Regions from separate parts of the Zea mays genome. Here region 2 is linked to region 1. Evidence: chromatin contacts called from public Hi-C data. All regions are on one chromosome and are shown on one strand. Each heading gives the region's core, a stretch centred on a gene start, on an enhancer-like site or on the middle of the called end of the contact. The rest is flanking DNA. Distances are from core to core; before and after follow the strand shown.

Evidence for each region. Hi-C and Micro-C count contacts between places; a contact is called where the count stands out from the background.
Region 2: a contact with region 1 is called in a Hi-C map of ear, with 2.9 times the contacts expected there. The contact joins the promoter of LOC100274112 here to the promoter of LOC100280334 in region 1. A contact is called at or near these places in 4 of 25 Hi-C or Micro-C datasets (bundle sheath, ear, leaf and 1 more).

Annotation. Positions count from the first base shown.
Region 1 is chr9:99,508,142-99,514,521 of Zm-B73-REFERENCE-NAM-5.0, forward strand. It overlaps LOC100280334 (vacuolar-type H+-pyrophosphatase5), which reads right to left and starts at 3,588. Exons shown (of 8, transcript NM_001153260.1): 1 at 3,224-3,588; 2 at 1,015-1,589; 3 at 471-850; 4 at 264-350; 5 at 1-178. The coding sequence starts at 3,488.
Region 2 is chr9:100,091,672-100,098,051 of Zm-B73-REFERENCE-NAM-5.0, forward strand. It overlaps LOC100274112, which reads left to right and starts at 2,331. Exons shown (of 7, transcript NM_001148491.1): 1 at 2,331-2,407; 2 at 2,502-2,683; 3 at 2,772-2,879; 4 at 3,573-3,662; 5 at 6,148-6,232. The coding sequence starts at 2,402.

The DNA.
Region 1 (6,380 bases), core at 2,338-4,837:
GAGCATTCCAAGAGCAGCCACAGCAACACCGTACATGGCAGCAAGGCTGAAGCTGAGAAAAATACTAAAAGCAATAGCAAAAATAGGGATAATGACGGATTTATATCCCAGAGCAAGGCCAAAGATGACATTCGTAGCAGCTCCAGTTCTGCAGGAATCAGCAACATCCTGTACAGGACTGCACAAGGAAATTCATGTAGTCAGATGCTTGAAGCAATATATAAATAAGAGCAACTAATAAATATGATCAAAATTGTATGCACCTGTATGCATTGCTTGTGTAATACTCCGTAACAAATCCAATAACTAGTCCTGCCCACAGACCAACTGCCACGCATAGGAATAATTGCCTACCAAATTTAGATCAAAGTGAGGTGTATTTAAGAAAAAATGTTACTAAAATATAGGAAATCAATTGAAGAAAAAAAGGTTATTAAAATATAGGGAATCAATTGAAGAAATGGCAGTACCAGTTATACACCGTCTTCTGCACACCAAAGTTGAAGATTGTGAATGTATATGGAAGCCCTAACCAACTGACAAGTGCAATGCCAACAGTCATCACAGCAGTGGAAATTATAAGCTGCTTCTTGAGAGCCGGCTCAATTTCATCTACAGCCTTGATCTCAAAGAAATCAGTTGCAAAAAGAGTGGTTATCAAGCAAGCTATGATACCCACAGAGCTAATGAGGAGTGGGTACAACATAGGGGTGAATTCATGATTGATCCCGAATGAAGAGATTGAGGCAACGACAAGCGCAGCGCATGAAGACTCAGCATAAGAGCCAAAGAGATCTGACCCCATACCAGCAATATCTCCAACATTGTCACCAACATTGTCCGCAATGACCTGCAAGACGCAGAAGTCAGATTTCAATGTAACATGTTGGTGTAAAACTGTAAATATCCATCCAAACGACATTACCGTGGTCAATAACATGTTACAGAGCTTCAGCACAAAGGATTAAATAAACTCATGTTTAAGATGTGACTCTTCAGAAATAGAATACTTACAGCTGGGTTTCTCGGATCATCTTCAGGGATATTCCTTTCGACTTTCCCAACAAGATCAGCACCAACATCAGCAGCTTTAGTGTAAATCCCACCACCAACACGACCAAAAAGAGCCATAGAAGAACCACCAAGACCATAACCAGTGATAGCCTCATAAAGGCCCTCCCAGTCATCACCATAATAAATTCCAAACAAGTTGATTGCAATATAAAGAACAAAAAGGCCACTAGCAGCAAGCAGGAAGCCCATCACAGCACCAGAGCGGAAAGCGGTAATGAATGCCTTTCCAACACCCTTCCTAGCCTCAAGAGTTGTCCTGGCATTTGCATATGTGGCAATCTTCATTCCAAGGAAACCAGAAACAAGAGAGGTGACTGCACCAAGCACAAAGGCAATGGTGCTGAAGATAGCATTGGCAAGGGCAGGCTTGCACGTCTTGCCCTTGCTGTAGTGGCATGGCTGACTCTTGGTACTGAAGCTCTCAACAGAACCAAGGAAGAGGAAGATCAGGACAGCAAAAATGCCCATGAATAGTCCCACATACTTGTATTCAGTGAAAAGGAAAGAAGTTGCTCCTGTTTAAAACAAAGCAAGGCTTATTTAGAACCACAAGTGCAAATACAATTATACAATAAAACCGGACAATAATCGCTACTAAGGGAAGGCCTAAAAATGATGACAGAACTATCAAATACTGAAGATATTGACTTAACAGCAAAAATACAATAGGATGATAAGCAGTACTTATCCTCTTTTATTGGTGTGATGTTAACTACGACACAACTGGACATGTCACCCAAGAAGCATGTCAACATCAAAATAGGCAGAATAATACCTAAGTTAAAAATAAATGATGGACTGTAATCCTCATCTCCTCATGAGAAAGGGAAGCAAAGCAGAAAGTAGCAATACTAAAGTAACTAATAAAATGTGCATATCATGGGACAAGAGCCATACAAAATCTTCATACGGACTACTCTGCTGGTTCACAAAATCTTCATATGGACTACTCTGCTGGTTCACAAAAATCTTCATACGGACTACTCTGCTGATTCCTGTAAGGATAATGAGCATAGTATGGCTCTGCAAGGGAAGCATAAACCAATCACCATAATGCTAATCCTATTGTAAGAAACAAATCCTGAGCAAAGACATGGCCAGAATCCAGCCAATATCATTACCAACATGAGGCAGCCAATAATGCAAGCACCCACCCAACAGAGGACAAACTGCTTTTAAACTCTGCAGGCACCTTCAGACAGGCACTGTGCACTAATAATTACCTTACATGACACTGTTGAATGGACCACAAGATCTCTGGTCCATGTGCGTCTGTTCTACGACTACGATTCCTTCCAAGTTCAGCGGATGCGGTTGAAAACAAAACTATTTTCTACCTGCTACAATAATGCAAATCCACGGAAAGTTCGTTATCGAGTTATCCTACTAGGGAAGCAAGGACCACAGGTGCAGCAAGCAACGTATCTGCTGCCTGCAGTAACTTATCCTATCCCCACAGGCCACAAGATGGTCACAGCACAGGCCACAGGATGGTCACAGCAAGGACTTATACCGGGACCTCTTGAGAACAGAGCACTGCCATTAGATCTGTATATATGAACACATCCAGCCCCACCACAAATATCTCACAAAAAAATCTAGTAGGGACGAGAAACAGTTTAGTTACCGCAATAAGGACACACGCAGCTAAAAACTATAAGATGCGCTGTGTTAAGCGGGAGCATCCGTAGTTTATTGTTGGATCTGACTGTGCAGGCACACGGCAGGAAAAATCCATGCAACAAACTAACAAACATGGGACACCATCTGATCGAGAGCACAGTTTTAGACTGAATTGCCTTAATCCATAAAACAAACTAACAAACAAGGAACACTAGCTGATCGAGAGCACAGTTTTAAACTGAACCGCCTAAAGAATTAAGAAACGCCTGAAATTCTATTCGCGCGCCTGGTGGACTCTGCACTGCAAACTGATATGAGCCATAATCGAGTAAGTAAAACTTATTAGGTTCCCGCCGCAAGCAAACAAAACAATAAAAACTGCAGAACGACCACCCACCCAACACCGAAGCAAAGCAGTCGAGCTTCTCAACCACTAAACAGCCAGAACCACAAGATCTACGATCAAGCGCCCTCGGATCCACAAAAATCCGAAAACACGAACAGCGGCATGGGCGCACAGCCTCACCTTCGGAGATGGCGTTCTGGATCTCGGCGTACTTGACGACGACGTTGTGCTCGTTGAGCCCCTCCTCCTCCTCGATGAGGTACTCGCTGGCGCCGGCGCCGGCGCCGCTCTTCCCGGCGGAGCCGTCTCCGCGGCGCGGCTCGGGGGAGAGCTTCACCTTGGAGACCAGCACCCACTGCAGCACCGCGAACGCGATGCCTACCACGGCCGCGACGGGCACCACCACCTGCGTGCCCAGCTCGGGCAGGAACGCCGACGAGGCCATTGCCCCCCGTGGAGGGATCCGGGGCGCGCGCTACGGGTTCGCTGCTCCCCAACTTTACGCGGATAATTTCGTGTGGAGTTCGTTCGAGCGCACGGCGGAGGGAGCAGAGCGGAGAGGAGAGGATGACACCGGCAGCCGCCATTTTATAGGAGAGGCGAGGCCACTGGATTCTCTGGAAGAGGGAGTGTAGGTAGGTGATGAGGTTGATGAGAAGGGTGTTTTGGTAATTTTCAGACGTTTTGGTAATTCTTTTCTTGTTTACCGTTTTCTTGTGAATTTCGGTGCTGGTTTTCAGTTCGATTTTTTTGTACAGTATACTATATATGAAATTGATGCCACCATGAATGGATGCGGATAGATGACTAAAATACTTTTTTAGTGTTGCAATGTTGTGCAATTAGAAATTGGGAATGATTGTGTTGAGTGAACGGTCTATGCTTAAAGGGGTGTTTGTTTAAGTTTATAATCTAAACAGATTATATAATCTAATAAATTTTGAACAACAAATTATATAACCCAAACAAACACCTCCTAAATATAACTGTATAATCACAACTGTGAGAAATGTCTTCTTAAATTTGTAAATTTGAAATGTTTCTAAGTAAGGCGGTGTGTAAATGTTACACCCCATCTCTGTCCATCTACAGCGTTCCCGGATAAGTTTGGATAGAAAGTGGGTAAACATTCTAAATTAATCTTCCATTACGGCAAAAGTGCCCATGCTTTTTTTATTTTCTCCAAATTTAATTGAGGGATCTCATTTCAATTGTCTTTAATGAGAGATGTTACACGAAATTTTAAAATCATCGTGTTTGTTCTTCACTCTCGAGCTTTTGACACGTATATAGATATTATGACTAGCAGATCGCGCATATGACTATGCAAAAATAAACAGACTCGCCTTTAAATGGCTAACATCTTGATCCAAATTTTCTGTGTGGGCTCCAACTGCCACAAATATATGCATATATATGGTCCAAGCCTAAAATGTGAAGCAAGCAAATCACAAATCGTGTGGTTGCCCCCTTCATCATCTTCTGGACCCCGGGTGGTCCCTGGACCGATGAGTAAATTGTCGCTGCGTGTCCCAGCCCAGATGGGTCGGCGCGAGACGGGACACAAAGAGGGAGAACAGTAAGGGGAAACCGTGGCCTTCGTGTTGTTCTGCGCCCAGGGCGGATGGATGCGCTTGCGGTAGGGGGTTACAAGCGTTCGCGTGGGAGAGAGAGAGCGAGAGCCTTATGCGCCGGCCTGTTCTCCCGCGCGGCCAACCTTCTCGTACGAGAGCCCTGGACCTTCCTTTTATAGGCGTAAGGAGAGGGTCCAGGTGTACAATTGGGGGTGTAGCAGTGTGCTAACGTGTCTAGCAGAGAGGAGCTAGAGCCCTAAGTCCATGTCGTCGTGGCAGTCGGAGAGGTTTTGGCACCCTGTTCATGTGATGTCGTGGCCGTCGGAGGAGAGCTGGAGCCCTGCGGAAGGACAGCTGTCGGGGCTGTCGAATCTTTGCTGACGTCTCCTTGCTTCCGTAAGGGGCTGAGAGCCGCCGTCGTCATGGACCACGCGGAGCGCCATCATTATTTGTTTACTGGGGCGAGCCAGATGGGACGCCGGTCTTGTTCCCCGTAGCCTGAGCTAGCTAGGGGCAGGGTAATGATGGCCCCCCTGGCGACATGGCCGGTCCGGACCCGAGTTTGGGCGAGGTGGCGATTTCTTCGAGGTCGAGGTTGAGTCCGAGCCCTAGGGTCGGGCGAGGTGGAGTCCATCGTCTTCCGGAGCCGAGGCTGAGTCCGAGCCCTGGGGTCGGGCGAGGCGGAGTTCGTCGTCTTCCGGAGCCGAGGCTGAGTCCGAGCCCTGGGTCGGGCGAGGCGGAGTTCGTCGTCTTCTGGAGCCGAGGCTGAGTCCGAGCCCTGGGTCGGGCGAGGCAGACCGTCTTCCGAGGCCGAGGCTGAGTCCGAGCCTTGGGGTCGGGCGAGGCGGAGTCCGTCGTCCAGCGTCGAGGTTGAGCCCGAGCGCTGGGGTCGGGCGAGGCGGAGCTTCCTATGGCGCCCGAGGCTGGACTTAGCTGCTGTCAACCTCACTCTGTCGAGTGTCACAGCAGTCGGAGCGACACAGGCGGCGTTGTTTTCTTGTCAGGTCGGTCAGTAGAGCGGCGAAGTGACTGCGGTCACTTCGGCTCTGTCAACTGAAGAGCGCGCGTCAGGAAAAGGTGTCTGGCGATCCTTGCATTAAATGCTCCTGTGATACGGTCGGTTGGCGTGGCGATCTGGCCAAGGTTTCTTCTCTGCGAAGACTGGGCCTCGGGCGAGCCGAAGGTGTGTCTGTTGCTTGAGGGGGCCCTCGGGCGAGACGTGAATCCTCTAGGGTCGGCTGCCTTTGCCCGAGGCTGGGCTCGGGCGAGGCGAGATCGTGTCCCTTGAGTGGACTGAGCCTTGACCTTAATCGCGCCCATCAGGCCTTTGCAGCTTTGTGCTGATGGGGGTTACCAGCTGAGATTAGGAGTCTTGGGGGTACCCCTAATTATGGTCCCCGACAGTAGCCCCCGAGCCTCGAAGGGAGTGTTAATACTCGCTTGGAGGCTTTTGTCGCACTTTTTTGCAAGGGGACCGGCCTTTCTCGGTTGCATTTCGTTCCGGTGGGTGCACGCGAGCGCACCCGCCGGGTGTAGCCCCCGAGGCCTCGGAGGAGTGGTTTGACTCCTTCGAGATCTTAGCGCGTTTCGTGATGCTTCGGCCGGTCTGGTTGTTCCCTCATGCGAACTGGCCGTAGCCCGAGTGCATAGTCGGGTCCCAAGTTCTCGGGCTGGTATGTTGACGCTGTCAACGGTTTGGCCGGAGCCGGGTTTGCGAGAGCAGCCCCCGAGCCTCCGCACAGAGCGAGAGGACGGTCAAGGAC
Region 2 (6,380 bases), core at 1,081-3,580, 580 kb after region 1:
AGGACAAGCCTGGCGGGAGACGCAGTCACGACTCGCTTGAGGCCACCCTCGAGCGGGAGACATAATCACGACTCGTCTGAGGCCAAGCTCGGGCGGGACAGGCAGTCACGACTCATCTGAGGTCAAGCCCGGGCAGCAGACGCAGTCACGACTCATCCGAGGCCAAGCCCGGGTAGCATACGCAGTCACGACTCGCCTAAGGCCACTTTGGCAGAAATGTCCGCACCCGGCCTCCTCCACCTCTCCCCGCCTCTCGCTCTAACCGCACCACGTTCCACATGTCGCGGCCTCCATCCACCTAACGCCCTCCAATCTGCCTCCCGACGCAATTCGCGGTCCCACACACCCGGCGCCTCGCCCCGAGCCTGCCTCCCAATGTCACCTCCCTCGCATGTCGACCCGACACGTGAAGTTTGGTTGATAACATCACTAAACAATGATCTATACATACACAAGTGTCACCCTGCCGGTTGATTACCTCACTAAACAATGACCTATGACTGCATAAGTATACCTGTTGCAACACACGGGCATATACCTATAGCGATGAAAATGGACGGAAAAAATCTCGTTCCGACCCGACCCATTTTCTACATTTAACCCGCCCGTTTTCAGATTTTCAGAAAAAACAGGTTCGGGATGGGTTACGGGTTGGAAGTCTGCGGGGTCGGGACGGAAACGGGAAGTACTATTTTCCGTTCGAATTGTCGGGATCTCGTATTAGGTCGGGATATTTCCGGATTTAACCCGGATACAACCCGAAGTGGTCATCTGTCAGCCATCTCTCCCGCCAGGCCCAAAGCGGCCAAGCCCAATAGGCCTCCACAGACCACGGCTCCACTGAATTGACTCGGCAGTCGGACGCCGCACGACACGGACACAGTGGACACACATCTCCAGTTTTCCTTCTCCAACCTCCAGCTTGGGCCTCGGACACGTAGGAGCAGGACGCCATTGACCGGTCGTCGTCCTCGTCCATTGCCAGATTTCAGGTACACCACACGCCAGTACGCACATGCTTACAGCCTGCATTTGCGCAGCAAGCAACAAAGCCAGCAAGCACCCCAGCAGACCAGCACACCTAGGCACCTAGCTGGCTAGCTCCTCTGTCTTGTGTAGTTGTGCTTGTGTACCGACGGTCCCTAGGACCCATCCGTTTTGGCGGACGCACGGACGGTGAAATTGGGGGCGGCACCGGGTGGTTGGGGCAGCCGAGATGCTGCTGATTGACGAGCTACGTTGGTGCCTTGTGACGAGTGCCTACGGTTTGTTTGAAGCTTTTATGCATTAATATAGATATGCTACACACTACTCCCTCCGTTTCTTTTTAGTTGTCGCTGGATACAGCGACAATTAAAACGAAACGGAGGGAGTACCATATTTACTATGTTCAAGGCACCAGCGCAATAACAAGGATTACTTGCTGGTTGGCTGCTTGTTGCTACCTATCATTTGCAATTACTTATACACGTGTATTCTAAAATGTAGGATCAATGTTGGTATAGTGATTTCCAATTCATGAATGAAGATGGCGGGCTATGAAGAAATCTTATTTTTTCTGTTGTTCAGTGGCTATGTGGTCATGTAATCATGTGGTAATGTGGACTTATTTTCTCGTTGTTTAGTGGACTATTGAATTTGGACTATGGCTACAACACCTTGTGAGTGTTTGTTTCCGGTCAATTTTTTCCGTTGAGGCAAATTCCGTCTGTTTTCGGTTAATATTCAGCCGTTTTGGTTCGTTTCCGTAAACCCGTATAAACTCGACCGAATTTCGTCTGTGGTTGTTCCGCTCCCGAACCCGTTTCCGATGATGAATTGCGGGAGCAGAAACAGGAGAAGAGTTTTCTGTCCGTTTCCGTCCGTTTTCATCCCTATATACCTAGTTACTAGCGAAATTAGCTAGCTAATAAATATCTAGCTAATTATTAGCTAATTTGCTAAAAGTAGCTAATAGTTGAACTATTAGATAGACTCTTTATATACTTTCAACTAACTAACTATTATCTCTAGTACATTTAAATACGATATAAGGTTATCACTAACTAACCGCTTATTTGTCTCCATCTATTTTAAAATTACTCCGTAGTGCAAAACAATTGTTTTGCATAGCTATATGTGTAATCTGCTAACTACAGTGTACAAAAACTTGTTATTTCACTTTTCTTCAAACAGTACAGTGCAAAAAAGTATTTTTACGGCCCCAGAATTCTCACGCGGCTCCCGAGCCGGCATCGGTGGACCTTCTAGTGCACAAAGAAGCCCAACCCGGCCTCCATGATAAGCCCACCAGGCCACCGCCGTCGCCAGTCGCTACTTCCCCAGTTCCCCTCCGATCCTCGTCGCCGACGCATCCACCCGAACCCTCCTCCGCGACCTCGCCGTCGCCGCAGCCTTGGCCATGTCGGTGAGTCCCCCGATTCCCCGCTGGCTCCCGTGCCGTCCTCCCCTCGCCCCGGATCTCGAATTCCTTACCGTTTCGCCCCCCCTACCCATCGCAGATCTTCGAGTATAATGGGTCCGCCGTGGTGGCGATGGTGGGGAAGAACTGTTTCGCGATCGCCAGCGACCGGCGGCTGGGCGTGCAGCTTCAGACCATCGCGACGGACTTCCAGCGGGTGTTCAAGGTCCACGACAAGCTTTACATCGGCCTCTCTGGGCTCGCCACTGACGCCCAGACGCTGTGAGTCGCAGTTGCCGAATTCTCCCCTCCTCTACACACGGGCTGTTGCCTTCGTTTCGGCAGCTTAGGATTTTGGGTCCCTCTGCAGGTACCAGCGGTTGGTGTTCAGGCACAAGCTGTATCAGCTGCGGGAGGAGAGGGACATGAAGCCCGAGACCTTTGCCAGCCTTGTCTCTGCGCTCCTCTACGAGAAGAGGTGAGAATTTTGCTATCGTACTTTTGGTGGAATTGTGTAGGATACTGGATAGACCTTCTGGGTAGTTGTTTTAATTTTTTATGCCCTGCCAGAGCATGGACTCTGCAAATAAATGCAAAACTTATTGGTTATGTTGGCTTATGCTCATGCTGCTGGAGGATTTGGTCATAGGAAGTTAGTGCGAGTCATCAATACCGTATACTGTGATGTGTGATGGTATTTGGGGATGCAGAACTTCGAAACTAGATCTTTATATGAAATGCTTTGCCTTTTGGACCGACCATTCCACTGACAGAGTACTTCAGATACACTTTATATAGTACATTTACTACTTATATACAATAAACTGTTAAGCTATGAGATATCATCTATTTTCTATTAGCCATGAACAATGATGTATCCAGAATTAGCTCCACATAAACCAAGTTCGTAGTCTATTTTTTAAAAATGGAGTCTTGTTATAATTAGAGTTTCATGTTGCAATTTTTCTCTTCAAGGCATAAGAGGAAACTAAATCGTTATCTGGGTAACTGAGGTAATTATGTTCATGTGCACAAAGATTCTGTTTGATATAAGGACTGGATTTCAAGCCTCTTAATCCGTAGTTGCTGCAAATTAGCTTTTATCTTCAAATACTGAAACTTTCATTGGCAATGTTTGTTTAACTTTTATCATGACACATGAAACTTTCAGATTCGGGCCATATTTTTGCCAGCCAGTCATTGCTGGACTTGGAGATGACAACGTACCATTTATTTGTACTATGGACTGCTTAGGTGCAAAGTAGGTATCTGTTTTATGCTGTTTTCTTATTGAATAAGTGCTTGGTTTGTTTTCTGCTTGAGATTATTGCGTTTTAGGGTCCTAGTCAAGGCAATATTTTCAGCTAACGAGTCTTGTGCCACTAGTTCATCAAAGTTGCCCTGGAAATGTCACTGGTATCTGGTTTGAAAATTTTGTCCTTAACATGCTGCTAATTTGCAACATTGTTCTGAAAGTGGGCAGTAATACTGTGCTAGAGTTGAACCAGTGGTATAAGACCCACAATTTTGTCAATGGCTTGGAATGAAAATTCCTCTCTGCTTATCATCTGCTTCCATTTTACTGTATTGAGCAATATGCCTATTCAAGTTTTGTTCACCTAGGAACATATTTCAAAAACAATCTACAAGGCAAGTAAATGCAATATGTTATTTAACAAAAAGTATGAAAATAAAAATAAAGCCACACTAATCAATTTTCTGAATGCTTATTAGGGTTTATTTAGTTGCCCCTCCTGACGCGAATGAACACAACACACACTGACACAGAGCTTGTTCTTCATCAACAATGCATGATGCTGGTCACATTTTGTTTGCACAAAAGAAATTATTGATAATCTGAGTATTTGCAACTTGCTACTTATGTCCATGTATACAATTATATAGTCTCCTCTGGTTCCGAATGTAAGTTGTATAGGACATCTAGGCAGTCTCCAGTGTGGTGACTTGCAAAAAAAATTTGTAAAAGAAATATTTTAAACAGGAAGACTATTTTTGGTCATCGAACTACCGCAATAGTGCTTGAGTCTGATTTTGGTTGTCAAACTTCAAAACCAGATATCTTGGTCATTGGAGTATCAAAGGCAACAACTTTGGCCCTCTCGAACGAGAAAGAGAGCTGCACATCTTTATATTAGAGAGAGAAAAAAGACATGCAATCGGGACATAAACCCAAACAAAGAAAAAGAAAAAGAAAAAAGATTACAGAAGAGCAAAAGGACTCGACCCAACACTTCTCATGAAGTTAGGTAGTCCTAGCTGACCCAAACCCTTGGCGCCAGCCATGATCCAACAAGTTAGTTTATCACTGAACTGCTGCTGCACCTTCTGGATGGAGGGAAGATCACCATAAAAAACAGTTCTATTCCTTTGCAGCCAAAGACACCAATCACCCAAAATGATAGACACTGTTGATCCCTTTTCTCTTTTCTTTCCTTATGCAATTGCTGGTCCTCCTCCACCATTCCTCAAAAGAATCATCATCAGACCTAGGGGAGAGGTGACACATCCCAAAAGAAGCAAAGAGATGATACCAGAATTGCCGGGTGAAGACACAGCTAGTGAGGATATGCTGTATCGTTTCGCTTTCCTGGTCGCACAGCGGGCAACTGCCCAGGTGCTGCAGTCCCCTCTTCTCCAAATTATCAGTGTCCAACATTTATTTCTCATTGCTAACCAAAGAAAGAACTTGCATTTCTGGGGAGCCCAAGACCTCCAAAGTCTTTTCCAGTGTTCAAAAGAGATAGACCCCCAGAAGAAGGCCTAATAACAAGATTTGGATGAGAAGGTCCATTTGAAGTATGCCTCCAAAGATGCTGATCATCTTCCTCAGCGAGGATTACATTCTCCAATAAATCCCAAAGGATAAGATACTGTTGGATACCATTCATGGACAGCACCGGCTTGATGTCACTGGCCTAGCCCCTGTTAGGGAGGCATTGAGCAACTGTTCTAGAACATGCCACCTTAGGAGTAACCACTTCTGGAGCCATGTCAGCAATGGTGCCTCCATTGAGCCATCGACCATTCCAGAAAATTGTGTTCTGCCCATTACCAACCAAGGTCATCACTGAGTTGGCAAAGAAGTCACAGACTTGTTTCTGGACAAAACTTCAATCCATTCCAGGGTTTAGAGGGGTCTGTTTTTTGAAACCAAAGCCATCTAAGCTGGAAAGCCCAACCCATATACTGAAGATTCGGGACACCCAGGCCTCCAAGGCACAAAGGCTAGTAACCTTATCCGAAGCCACCAAGAAACTACCTCCATTAACTTCATTTCTTCCTTTCCAAAGGAAAGCCCTTCGGACCTTATCAATGGCTTTGATAACCCAATTGGGAACATTCAAAGCAATTAACAGGTAAACCGGAATGGCAGATAAAACAGATTTGACAAGGGCTGTCCTTCCAGCAAGAACAACTTTGGCCCTGATTGGTTTGATTTAAAAGGCAGTTTTTGCTTATATATATGTTTTATAAAAAATAATAGAAATATTGTTAAATCTAAGAAAATCATAAGTAATTTATTTTAAATCCAAGAAAATTAGAAACCAGTATCATTTTTTTTCTTCTAAAAATGCAATCTATCCACTGGTGTTTGTTCTATTATCTACTGGTGTTTGTTCTATTTATAGTTCTTTGGATATTACTTGTTTCAGTACCTATTGTTTTATTGCTTGTAGTCAGGGACCTTTATTTATCTAAATTATTATCTGTGCTTTACTATGCAGGGAGCTGGCCAAGGATTTTGTTGTATCTGGGACAGCATCAGAATCTTTGTATGGTGCTTGTGAGTCCATGTACAAGCCGAACATGGTATGCGCTTCGATGCATGTTGTGAACCTATTTCCCTGAGATCCACTTTTGTTTTGGGTCTGCGTCTACCATGTTTTATGAAGTTCTAATTTGGGGTGTACATTACTGTACTTTGTTCTATTCTTAGTCAAATGACATCTTGTTATTT